Regions from separate parts of the Mus musculus genome. Here region 1 is linked to region 2. A link is a contact called in public HiChIP or PLAC-seq data. All regions are on one chromosome and are shown on one strand. Each heading gives the region's core, a stretch centred on a gene start, on an enhancer-like site or on the middle of the called end of the contact. The rest is flanking DNA. Distances are from core to core; before and after follow the strand shown. Region 1 overlaps Nsf (N-ethylmaleimide sensitive fusion protein). Region 2 overlaps Gosr2 (golgi SNAP receptor complex member 2).

The links. HiChIP or PLAC-seq counts read pairs in DNA pulled down with a chosen protein or histone mark.
Region 1: a contact with region 2 is called in an H3K27ac HiChIP or PLAC-seq map of embryonic stem cells, with 5 read pairs. The contact joins two enhancer-like sites. A contact is called at or near these places in 23 of 39 promoter capture datasets (the 3T3-L1 cell line, 3T3-L1-derived adipocytes, the C10 cell line and 16 more), 1 of 15 datasets of contacts at CTCF or cohesin (the NIH/3T3 cell line), 2 of 484 Hi-C or Micro-C datasets (the G1E-ER4 cell line and cochlea), 16 of 115 datasets of contacts at active chromatin or transcription factors (the NIH/3T3 cell line, the SCID.adh cell line, acute myeloid leukemia and 10 more) and 3 of 9 other capture datasets (adipose tissue, liver and pancreatic islet).

Annotation. Positions count from the first base shown.
Region 1 is chr11:103,934,599-103,937,401 of GRCm38.p6, reverse strand. The region is part of intron 1 of Nsf (N-ethylmaleimide sensitive fusion protein); the gene reads left to right. Among named protein-coding and RNA genes, the nearest start is that of Nsf, 18 kb to the left of the region's middle. Within about 2 kb of position 1,466, at least 9 of the 459 cell types and tissues checked have an H3K27ac peak or open chromatin away from gene starts, as enhancers often do. A contact at or near this core is called in embryonic stem cells, where this site is marked.
Region 2 is chr11:103,688,285-103,690,984 of GRCm38.p6, reverse strand. It overlaps Gosr2 (golgi SNAP receptor complex member 2), which reads left to right. Exons shown (of 6, transcript NM_019650.4): 2 at 1,666-1,730. Among named protein-coding and RNA genes, the nearest start is that of Gosr2, 8.1 kb to the left of the region's middle. Within about 2 kb of position 1,279, at least 81 of the 459 cell types and tissues checked have an H3K27ac peak or open chromatin away from gene starts, as enhancers often do. A contact at or near this core is called in embryonic stem cells, where this site is marked.

The DNA of each region.
Region 1 (2,803 bases), core at 217-2,716, 250 kb before region 2:
AGGTGTGGTAGTTACACATCTGTAATTCAAGCCCTGGGGAGGTAGAGGTGGGGGATTAGAAGTTCAGAGCCATCCTTGATTATATAATGTGAGTTGTAGGCCAGCCTGGGCTGCTTGAAACTATCTCAAAAAAAAAAAAAAAAAAAACCATAAAACAAACCAAAACCAACCAACCAACCACACACACACACACACACACAACCAACCAACCAACCAAAAACCAAAACCAAAACAACCCCCTTTTTCTTGTTTTTGTTTTTGTTTTTCGAGACAGGGTTTCTCTGTATAGCCCTGGCTGTCCTGGAACTCACTCTGTAGACCAGACTGGCCTCGAACTCAGAACTCAGAAATCCTCCTGCCTCTGCCTCCCAAGTGCTGGGATTACAGGCATGCGCTGCAAGTATCATCGGAGTTTATAGTGTAGGAGGTTCTGTGGTCTTGCAGGTGACCATTTATGGTAACATTTCTATGTTGCTCTGGACCAATCGTATCTACTGGAACCATCTGCAGTGGTAGAGATCAGGCACTTGTGATATTTGAAATGTGGATAGTGATACTCCAAAATGAAATTCTAAGTTTTCATTAATGCTACTAGTCCTAGGTCTGGGAGTTACTTTGTTGCAAAGTGAAGGTTTCTTTTCTCTTCCTCAGAGATGGTCATTTAAAACAGCCATGAACACTTGTGGCCATTCCTCTTCCTGCCTCAGCTTTCCCAATGCTGGGATTACAGATAGAAGTCATGGGCCATACGCCCCCTCCCCTCCCACACACCCTGCCCCACATGAAAGGGCAATTTTAAACCCTTAGTTCTTCAGAGTGATCCCCTAGGAGAAATATTTGAGTGGGGGCATGTCAGCTAGGCTGGACCTGGGGCAAGTTTCTGTGTATTCCTCTCTTTCCTGTGGGAATCTGCAAACCTCTGGAGAAATGGAGCCAAGGCCTGAGGCGAGAGGCCTGAGGAAGAGACAGCATGTTCTTCAGGGTTATAGTCAGGGTAGGAGGGAATGTCTGGTGATGAGCCCTTTCTAGTCTGCTAGCACACTCTGATTTTCTTTTCCCCTTTCCTTTTGGATAGGGTTTCTGGTGGTCCTGGCTGGTCTTTAGTCCCTTTGTAGCTGAGGGTCATCTTAACCTCCTGATCTTCGTGCCTCCACCCCTCAAGTGCTGGGATTACAGGAGCGTTCGTTACCACTCGCTGCCTCATATTGAATTTTTCTTTATTTGACCGTGCTGTTATTTGATTTAAAAGTTCACTCAAGTAATCTATTTTCTAAAGGAAACTTTTACATAAGACTGTGTTATTTAAATTGGCAAACTGAAATACTGTCCAGAAAATCCTGCTTAAAGCCTGCACTTTCCTCCCCCCACCCCTTTTTTCTTTTTGAAAAGAAGCAAATTCTCTGCCGTTTAAAGGCTCTGGAATGACCGATGTCATAATTACTTCCACTGGAGTTCCCTTTTGTTTGATAACCTTGACATTCTTTAAGAATTGCCAGTGGCCTATAGCCCACTACCCATACTGTTTGGCATTTTAAATTACAATGAAGACACTCCTATATCCTTAAGCAGTTATGTGTTCCAGTAACTTGAACAACTCACCTTAATAAAACAACCCATCACTGATTATAATTTCATGTTTAAAAGGCTATATGCCTGTAGTGTTTGGCTTGTATTTTTTTTTTTCCCTAGAGGCAAAGTCAGTTTTAGAAAAAAAAAAAAAGTATGGAATTTTTCCTTGGCATTTCTATGGTAAATAGACAACTTGACTATTTATAGGGACTTACACTTTGTTTTAAAATGAGATACCCTGCCTGGCTTACCACCAAAACACAGATGCTTCTGCCTTCTAATAGGGAGGCCCTTTCCTCGTAGCATCTGTTTAAATTGGCTGCCCAGATGATATCCACAGATTCCCACCCCCTTCCTATTAAAGGACATTGACAGGTAAACAGGTTTACAAATGAGGTTAACCTACCATTTTGTAAAGTTTCTATTGTGTTGGCTCTGTCATGGAAGTAATTTTGTTCCATTTATTGATTTATATTTTTCCAATATGTATATGTATGTGGTGTGCCTTTGTGGATGTATGTTTTTTGCATGTGTGTAGGTGCACATATTTGTGTACATACATGTCTTCTGTGTGTGTATATAAAGCAAGAGGATTATGTCAAGAATCACCCCTCGGGGCTGGAGAGATGGCTCAGTGGTTAAGAGCATTGACTGTTCTTCCGAAGGTCCGGAGTTCAAATCCCAGCAACCACATGGTAGCTCTCAACTATCTGCAATGAGATCTGATGCCCTCTTCTGGTGTGTCTGAAGACAGCTACAGTGTACTTACATGAAATAATAAATAAATCTTAAAAAAAAAAAAAAGAATCACCCCTCAATTACTCTTCATCCACTGAGATATCAGCTCTTGGCCAAACTCAGAGCTCCCATACATGGCTAGGTTCCTCATCCAGTTTGCTGTGTGGATCCCTTGTCCCTACCTTCAGAGCTATCTTCCTAGCCCCAAGTTGTGTAGTGATTAAGTCATCTGAATCTAATTCTGTGATATCCTAAATGACCTTGAAGGGATACTGCCTTGGACACTTGTCCTTTGGGTGGTTTGAATTGGGTTTGTAATCTACGATTAACCAGCACTCACTGTACCAGGCCCAGGAGTAGTCCTCCGGAAGTATGGACATGAGCAAAATCTAGTCTCCAACCTTAAGAATTATCCTAGGTATGATTCAAGTGTGTAGGCAGACAGTGAAGGTCATCTTCAGGGCTTCCATGCATGTCTTCTCAGTTCTGTGGGGAG
Region 2 (2,700 bases), core at 30-2,529:
TGCAGATTTACCACAGATTGCCTTTGTCCTCTTTCTTCCTGCTAATAAGAATTATACTTTTCCTACCCATCAACCCATCAGTCCACTGCTGTTGTCCTCACCCTGGTGTTCTATAGATCAGAAACCTCCATCTGCATCCTCGTATCAGCCTGTGTGCCTCCAGTGCCCCACTCTTTCCAAAGCACTCTGCATTTCCCTTCCTGAAGCAGCTGACAGGTCTTGGACTCTAGCTGGGATTTCTGGTTGCTTCTTGGAATCACAAGTCTTGCCTTGTAGCATTCAGGAAGTCTTAGACAGCTGGATTGGCTCTCTGGTCACTTACAGGAAAGCGATGGAAAAGGCTAGAGATTCACTGAAACCAGATTGGGGCACCTGGCTGGCCCTGGTAAAATTTGAGGTCATGGTATATAATGTTCACAGTAGAGAGAGATTGTTGAGATTTCCTTTAAGGGCTGGAGATGAGCCTCTTTCACATGGTCCCTATGTAGAGAGCCTTGTATAAGCACAGGAGGCTATTGTGGCCAACATAGACAACATTCCAAGGGCTGACAAGTGATGGGGAGCCACTAGGAAGAGTTTGGAAGGTGACTTTGGCCTGGAAAGTCTCCAGAGAGTGCTCTGGGATATGTTCTATTTCCAGACGAGGTGGCACTCCTCCTGTTGTCATGGAAAGATGTTTACAAAACAGGAGATGCCTATCTCTCAGGCCATCCTCTTAAGTGGTCCTTCCACTGCCTGGTCCCCTCTGCTCTTTCTCTCCCTGACTGTCTTCCAAGCACTCCATTTTGCTTTTATCCCATGTGAAATGCCTTGCATGCCTTCTGCAGATCATTGTCTTCCAACCTTTCTTCACCAAACCTCATTCTACCTTCTTAAAAGTGATGCTCAGACCTGCATTCAAATCCTACATGGTGGCATACATGACTGTAATCCTAGCACTGTGTAGGCTAAGGATCACAAGTTCAAGGCAAGCCTGGGCTATGTAAAGGAGATCTTGTCTGAAAACCAAGCAAACACAACTCCTTCCACTCACAGAACTCCAGTTTACCCTTCCTTAGCCCCAGCCTTCCCATCTCCTTGGCTGCCCTGCACACACTCCTCCCTCAGTGGTCTGTTTGCTTCTGCTTGTGTGTGTTGGGTTCTTTGTAAATCTGCTCAGGGATTTTTCATGTCTATCTGGCCTGTCAGGTCCTAATTACATTGTTTCTCAGGGCAAGGATTCTATCTCCCTTGCCCTTTGACTCTTGGTAGGCAGACCAGTGCTCAGCACATTAGGTCACAGAACAGAGAGTGGGATTGGCTGGATACTGGTTGAGGTTTATCTTCTGCTGTGTGGCCTTGAGCAACTTACTTGACCTATCTGGGTTTCAGTTTTTATTTATAAAATGAGAGCAGTGATGGTGCTTTTCCTCTTGGGGTTATTGCCTTAGCAGTGTCTCAGATACAGTAAGCGCTTAACTCACCAAATGCTAGCAGTATTATTAGCATTAGGATATTCAAAATGATGCCAAAATGGGTGGCCTAAAGTGCCACATACACATTTTACAGTTGAGTAGCACTGTCAACTTAATTCAGTTGCAAGATGGCATTAGAAAAAGTTGTCTTTCCTGACTGAGGTGCTAGTGATTATTCCTGTCTCACTCATTTCCTCTCTTCCTTTGATAGGCAGGTTCAGGAGATCCAGTCTCACATGGGACGCCTGGAGAGGGCAGACAAGCAGTCTGTGCACTGTGAGTAATTAACCAGGGAGAGCAGAGGCCTTTCTCTGATGACACGGGGCTAATGGGCTGGGTTTCCTGACTGCATTCTGCCTTGGGGGCTTAATGACTCAGCATGGAATGAGTTGTTGTTAGAATGGACAGAAAAACCCCATGGCCAATAGATTTCCCCGATTGTGCCCTTTGGAGTCCCACCAGTTTTATCCCCCATTACCCTTCCACTCAACCTGACATGACCCTATGGGAATGGAAGTTCTCTCCATCTGTCTTAATCTAATTACCTAGTCTGAAAATACAGACATGTTGACCTGGAACTGGCCATTTCTTCTGAGTTGAGAACTCTGGCTTCTTAGTAGGATTATTCAGACAACTAGCAATATTAATTAGTTTAGTTCCCACACCACAGTTCCTTCTGTGAAGCATGTGGGTTGTGGTTGGAGGGTTTTTGGTTTTGTTCCAAGCAGAGGCCCCTTACTGAGCTGGCCCTATAGGAAGCTCTTGTCTCCTCACTGCCCAGCTCTGGCCAGGCCTCTTTCGTTTCTTCTTTTTCCCCAGCCTGGCTCCCCAGCATGGCTCTTCCCTTAGCTCTGCACCCTACAGTGCTCTAATCTAAACTGTCTGTGTTTGCTGCAGGTGTGAGGGCCTAGGAAGAGGGTGGTCCTTGGGCTGTTATTTCTTGGGAGGAAGGCAACCGCCTGGGTTCGTGCTCTGTGCACTTGAGTTTCTGCCCACTGGCCTTTGTTTGCCTTCCCAGCAATCTCACTGTTGCCTGATTAGAAGTGGAAAGAGGTCGTTTTGACAGCTTTATCAAGGGGATAAGGAAAATGACTGTCATGCTTTCTACCTCTGCGGGTTCTTTCCTGGGTCTTTCCGATTGATATGTGGTCTATTTTGAGGGTTCTAACACATCTCAGCCTACCCATTCTTTCAGAAAGCCTCTGGGTATTTCCATACTAATCTTCCCTTTCCTTTGTGCCTTTTA